2 separate regions of the Mus musculus genome follow, and region 1 is linked to region 2. The links are chromatin contacts, called in public promoter capture Hi-C maps. All regions are on one chromosome and are shown on one strand. The core of a region is the stretch at or near the end of the contact, and the rest is flanking DNA. Distances in the headings are between cores, read along the strand shown.

Region 1 (3,144 bases), core at 450-2,949, 1.7 Mb after region 2:
CTCCTGTGGTATCCTCTGCTAACTTCCAGGTGGACTCTGAGGCTAATCCCTTAAGAAGGAACCTTCATTGGGAATTTTGGTTTTAAGCAGCAGGCCATCTACAGTACGGGCATCTTTCCACTGATGTGTAGCTGAAATCTAACTCCAGACCTGAGATGCCCTGGACACCAAGCAGTAGGAGACCCAGGGTTTCCTCCTGGGTGGTGGACACTGGCAAGTCCAGGAGCCCAAGCCAGTTACTTAGTGGGAGTGGCTACTGTATTCCCCACAAAAGCCTGTCCAGTCCCAAGATTTGGCTTCTTTCATTTAAATCAAAACAAAGTACATGGAGGACTTCATAAAAGATGAACTCTTTCTCCAGTTGAAATCTATCATTAGATAGTTGGCAGCTTCTTGGAGATAATTCATCTGATCTGGGTTGTGAAATCCACTTGCAAAATGGTGGGTTTTCCAGCTGAAGATCCTGAGGTGAGCCGCTCACAAACTTGGCTATGAAGCCATCTTCTTAGAGAGCTGCTACTCAGGAAGATAAAACTGGGTCACTGAGAATTATGTCAACGAAACCCATCACAAGAGGAAGACCTTGGTCCATACAATTTTAAAATTATGTATTTAATGCAAAATCGTGGCATTAGAAACTTTTCCAAAAGGGGTAGAAATGCCTTTAAAAAGATCAGCTCACAGGAAAATGGTTCAACAGAACTGAAGGTGAACATGGGGAGGTGACACCCCTCAAAAGGAGGGGTAGAGAAGCTCATTTGAAGATGGTCACACACACCCAACCTTCGAGTACTCTAGGCCAAAAAATGCCTCCTCGTATCACCGACAGCCACGAACACACTAAGTGAACCAAAACTGGCTGGCGGGTGGGCCCCGGCACCATTCAGCCTCCAGGGCTAGTTCAGGTTATATTATGACTTCGCAGATCTAACGGGACAATTTCAGAAGTCAAAGCCTCACACTCACACAACTCCCACCCCATCCGTCGAACTTAATTGTAAAAAGTGGTGCCACCTGCGCCTCTCTCCGGCTCTAACCCTGCCCAGCTAGTCGCTCGGGCCCAGACTCATCCCAGGCCTTCCCTGCGGTTCACAAGCCACCTGTACACTTGGGAAGGCGAGCCAAGGGGCAGGCTCCTCTCCTTCGGCAGCGTGGACCCAGATCGGGCAACCGGAGCAGAGTCCACGCAAAGAAGGAAGGGCCAGGACGGTCCTGGACAAGGGCGGAGGGGCCACGCAGCGGGGCGCACAGAGTACCCCCTTCCCCAGAGGTCCCCAAGGAGCCGCCGCGGTTCAGAGGGCAGAGGGCACAGAGCAGCACCGCGGGCCCCGGGAGCCTCCCTGGCCGCCACCCCCAACCCCCCGCCCAGCCTCCCCTCGGATTTCTCCGTAGAGCTAGGCAGGACGGCGAGGACGGGCGTCCGTGGGGCCGTGACGGCCAGCGGGCTGTGGGGCAGGCCGCACCTGGTCGGCGAAGTCCTCGGCCGTGCCCATCAGGTCGTTCTGTCCCATGGCGGCGGCGGAAGGCTCAGCTGGCAGGTCCTGGGCGCTCGCGCCTGCTGCGGCCTCCACAGGAAGTACCCGGCGGCCGGCCTCGCTGAGCCGCGGCTGCTCTAGCGGCTGCCACGTAGGCCAAGCCTTAAAGGGACCGCGCCTCCCGCCGCGCCCCGCCCCGCCTGCCGCGCGCCCTCACGCTCCAGGCCCCGCCCGCCACGCTCGAGGAGCCTGGCGCCGGCGCACCGCCCTTCACGAACAGGCCCCGCCTCCGCCGCGCGCCCTTCACAGGTAGACCCCGCCCCCACACCCCAGGCCCCGCCCCTCCAGCCCCTACGGACCACCCCTAGCCCTTCAGCCTCTAGAACCCGAAGCGCTGACCACTTTCCACCCTCACCAAGCAGCAGGTCCCGCCCACCGTGCTGGTAGACTTCCTGCCACCTGTGTCTCCCGCCCGTAGTACTTGCGGCCCCGCCTGCCGCGTCGTCAGTCTCTGCCCCGCCCTCCACCCTACCCAACACACCGGGGCCCTGCCCTTCGTCCGAAACACGGCTCCCTATTCTCTGTGGCTTCTTTAAGGGGCATAGTACGAGTATGCCATGTACGAGCCAAAGTGCTAAGCAGACACGCCCCGGGTTGAGGGTTATGGAAGGCAGGTGGAGGGGCTGAGGAGGTGGGGTGGGCACACGGAGCAGTCACTACCGAGCATGCTCAAACGAGGGTTCGACTACCGGCCTGGCTCGAGGGCTTTGCCCGGTAGTAGGACAGTGAGGCAGTGTCTCCACGAGATACCATGGAAAAATATCAGGTGCTGAGATGCCCCCACAACCAAGGTCCAGTGTCCTTGGGCAGCGGGACAGGTCCGAGGGCCACACAGCCAGGCCCAGCCTCCATCACAGGGTGACCCTATGATCCCCGCATGTTTCCTCCTCCGAGTTCTCCTCCTTTGAGTCCTCCCAGGGCCTCAGTTTCCCTCTAAAATGATGACCAACCCCCAAGTCTGACCACTGGTTGGAGAATGGTGCACGTGCCCTTCCCCTTCCCTCCATGTATGGGGTCTTTAAAGGCAGAACCTGAGTGGTTGTTTTTTTAATCGCTTTTTTCCTCACATGTCAGCCTCATTAATTGTTAGACTCGGCTTATAAAAGCTTCAGTTTCGCTCATTTTCTTTTCCTCTTTTCCAGTATTCTTTGAGAGAAGGCTTACATGCGTTAGCCAAGCAAATGCACTTCTGATGGCCAGAAATGTTTAGAGAAAAACAAAAAACAAACCACTGCTCACTACCTGGGCTGAGCTCCAACGGACACCCTGTATTCCCTGTATGCTAATTATCCTTCCCGTACTGCCTACATATCTTGTCCCCTACCCCACGCTGACAGTGGCCTCTGTACTCAGGCCTCAGCCACCTTCTACCTGACAGCACTGATCTTGTAGAGTTCTGGCTTACAGACCAGTTCTGAAGGTGTGGCTTCAAAGATGAGCTCTGGCTCAGACCCCAGTCCCACAGCCACAGGCAAGGACCTTGCTCCTAGGCCCCAGTATCTATCTCTCAAGTGAATTGTAGGCAGCACCAGTGCAGGTTACAGAGGATGGCTGGGAAGCACTTCCTTCAGTACTGTGCCCTAGACGAAGCTATGACTGCACCAGTTAC
Region 2 (3,019 bases), core at 240-2,739:
ACCCAGTCCCCCCACCCAGGGAGTGGGTCAGCTGGAAGCCCTGCAGGCAGTCACAGCTCTCAGCTTCCTTTCTCACAACGTCCAACACCGAGTCAACCAGCTCTGCACCTTCTGTGTAGTGCCCCTTGGCCCAGTTGTTCCCAGCCCCACTCTGACCTGTAAGAGAAAACAGTAGGTCACACTAAGTATGTGCCCAAGGGGCCAAATGACATGAGGTGACACTGAATAAAGTGTACAGACCCAAAACAATCTGCCATGTTAAAAAAAAGGGGAGAGGGGGTGCTGTGCATAATGGCACAAGCTTTTAATCCCAGCACTTGGTAGGCAGGTAGTTCTGAGTTTAAGGTCAGCCTGGTCTACAGTTAAAGAGGCCAGGCAGGGATACATAGATTGGGGATGGGGGGTGGGGGAGACCAGACGGAGATGTACAGAACACACTAGAGCTAAGACAGTAAATACTTCCAAAGGCACCCCTGCCAATGTTCAAGGAGAGTACAGGGCCCCTGCCACTAGGTCAGGTCTTCTCATACTCTCTACTAGCAACTAATCTACCCGCAGTCAGTTGGACCTTCCTCCTAAAGCTGCTTTCGGCCAAGGGATTGAGTGACTCAGAGGGCAAGAAAGTGTACACCTGGTGGCTATTAAGGAAGAACTTTAGGTCAGCCCCTTGACCTTTGAGCCTCATGGGTAGCAAGCCCGTCCACACCTCCACCACACTCACCAAAGACGAAGTTATCAGGTCTGAAGATCTGCCCGAAGGGCCCTGAACGCACCGAGTCCATGGTGCCGGGCTCCAAGTCCACGAGCACGGCGCGGGGCACATACTTGCCACCTGGTTGGGACAGGGGGACGTCAAGTGTGCTCAAACTGGAAGGGTGGTGAGGAGGATGGATGGGGTAGAGGAGCCTTACCGGTGGCTTCGTTGTAGTACACGTTGATGCGCTCCAGCTGGAGGTCGCTATCTCCGTGGTAAGTGCCAGTGGGATCAATGCCATGCTCGTCGCTGATTACCTCCCAGAACTGCAAGGGAGTCGGGCGTTAGCTGAGTCACGCCGGCCGGCCGGTGCGCTCCAAGGCAGCCCCGCCCCGGATGGGTGCGGCAGGCCCTCCCCCTCCCTCCAGTCTCAGGAGCGCCAGGGCGACGAATCCCTAAGGGCCGCGCACCGTCCGCCCCACCGACACCAGCCACCGGCGCTACGTCTCGGCCCAGCGTACGCCGGTATCCAGGACGCAATGAAGGGCGACGCTCCGGGCCGCTTCCGCCATCTTCCCCGGCTGGCTGTCCCAGTGGCGTCTGGCTCGCAGAAACCTAGCCTCCTACCTTGGCGCCAATCTGGTTGCCGCACTGCCCAGCCTGCAGGTGCACGATCTCCCTCATGGCGGCGGCGACTGCGGAACAGCTGTAGAAGAGGAGCACTTCGGGAGGAGCAGGCGCACAGAGTGCTACAACCGACGCTCTGCCAACATTTATATACCTCTTATGACCCGCCCTCGTCAGCACAGGATTGGGCTTTCAGAACGAGGCCACGAATTATCCTTGTCTGATTGGCTACATTTCCGTCAATCGAGCGGTCTGGGGCCCGCCTTCCCAACAATATACTCTCATTATTGGTCACGCTTGCCTACGGCTCCCCCTATCACAATCCCCGCCCTGGCGCCGCAGTGCTCAATCCATTGGGTGTTTCAAATGATTGATTTGCACTTCCATTGGCTGCCTCCTGGGAGCACTCCGAGAGCCTGACACTATTGGCTGCGCTGTTTTGGCGTCCTGGTAACCGCCGCAGTGCAGCGCGCGGGTGGGACGTGGAAAGCCAGCTTCCGGCTGAAAGGGAGGGGGCGACTTTTCAGAGCTTTGTGGGCTCGGGCGGCTTGGTAGGTCTGGCAGCTGCTGCGGGGAGAGAAAGGAGACGCGGGCAGGCATTGTCGATCCGGAACACACCTTGCAAGCCTCAAGCTGAGGCGAATTGAAACGCTAACAATAATAGGCTCTGGATGAGGCGCCGGGCCCTTCCGGGACGCACTGGGCAGGCGCGGGGTCCTCTGTCTCTATCTGTCTCTCTCTCTCTCCCCCCTCCCCTCTCCCCCCCCCCCTTCTCTCTTCCCCTCCCCACCCCACCCCTGGGAGGGCCATCCCTCCGCCCCTTCGGCCTCCCTAGATGTTGTGGAAACTTGCTGGCCAAGAGCCGGTTTCCTTGGAGCCTGAGTTCCAAGTGCGCACAGAGCTGCATGGAGACTACAGGGCTGGGCATGCCTGGCCATGACTGTTAGAGGGAAAAACAAACAAACAAACGTGTGCAAGTCCCTGTCCTGTAATGGAGAGCAATACATGTACATATTTCTTTTTTTTTTTTTCAGGGTCAGGTCCAAAGCACCCCTACCCCCAAAATGGTAGTGCTGACATTGTCCTAAACAGGACTTGACCAGGTAAACAAGCTTAAAAGTTTCTGTTTACCAGAAGAGCAGGTCTCTTAAAGTGATTTCTGTTCACCTTAACTTTAACCTTCCCTCCCAAGTCAGCTACCTCTCGAAGGCAAGTAGTTCTGAAACAATCCTTTTTCTCCATTTGCTCCCCCCACCTTGGCATTTTGATCCCCAATATCTTTCTGCCCACAAAATGGTCTAGTTGGTAATTTCTCTACGCCATTGCTTATGAGACAGAGTCGTCTGGCCTGTAACCTGGAATTCTGCCTTAGCCTCCAGAATGCAAGGACTACAGTTCTTAGTCTTCATGTCTGATGTGTAACTTTTTAAAGGAATATTATACAATGGGTCTGTCTCAGTCTAGCCACTTCTGGCTTTTGGAATGAACTACCTTCAAAACTAAGGGTGTTAGGCAATCCCTGTTGGTTGTGGTATCCAAGTACCTACCAACCATGTCACAGGAAAAAACCCCACCAGGACAAGCAGAGTCCTGTATCCTGAGCAGTGGCATTCTGTCGCTATATACAAAATGCAGTCCTGCCGGGCAGTGGTGGCGCATGCCTTTAATCCCAGCACTCGGAGGCAGAAGCAGGTGGAT

Evidence for each region. Promoter capture Hi-C pulls out the DNA fragments that hold promoters and counts their contacts.
Region 1: a promoter capture Hi-C map of pre-B cells shows a contact between it and region 2, with 4 times the contacts expected there. The contact joins the promoter of Surf4 here to the promoter of Tubb4b in region 2. A contact is called at or near these places in 2 of 39 promoter capture datasets (cranial neural crest and pre-B cells).

What each region holds. Positions count from the first base shown.
Region 1 is chr2:26,931,812-26,934,955 of GRCm38.p6, forward strand. Surf4 (surfeit gene 4) reads right to left here and starts at 1,700. Exons shown (of 6, transcript NM_011512.3): 1 at 1,464-1,700. The coding sequence starts at 1,511. Stkld1 (serine/threonine kinase-like domain containing 1) reads left to right here and starts at 2,245. Exons shown (of 19, transcript NM_001379463.1): 1 at 2,245-2,301. The coding sequence starts at 2,287. Gm36591 (a long non-coding RNA gene) reads right to left here and starts at 1,457. Exons shown (of 2, transcript XR_374179.1): 1 at 1-1,457.
Region 2 is chr2:25,223,213-25,226,231 of GRCm38.p6, forward strand. It overlaps Tubb4b (tubulin, beta 4B class IVB), which reads right to left and starts at 1,490. Exons shown (of 4, transcript NM_146116.2): 1 at 1,322-1,490; 2 at 912-1,020; 3 at 722-832; 4 at 1-156. The coding sequence starts at 1,378.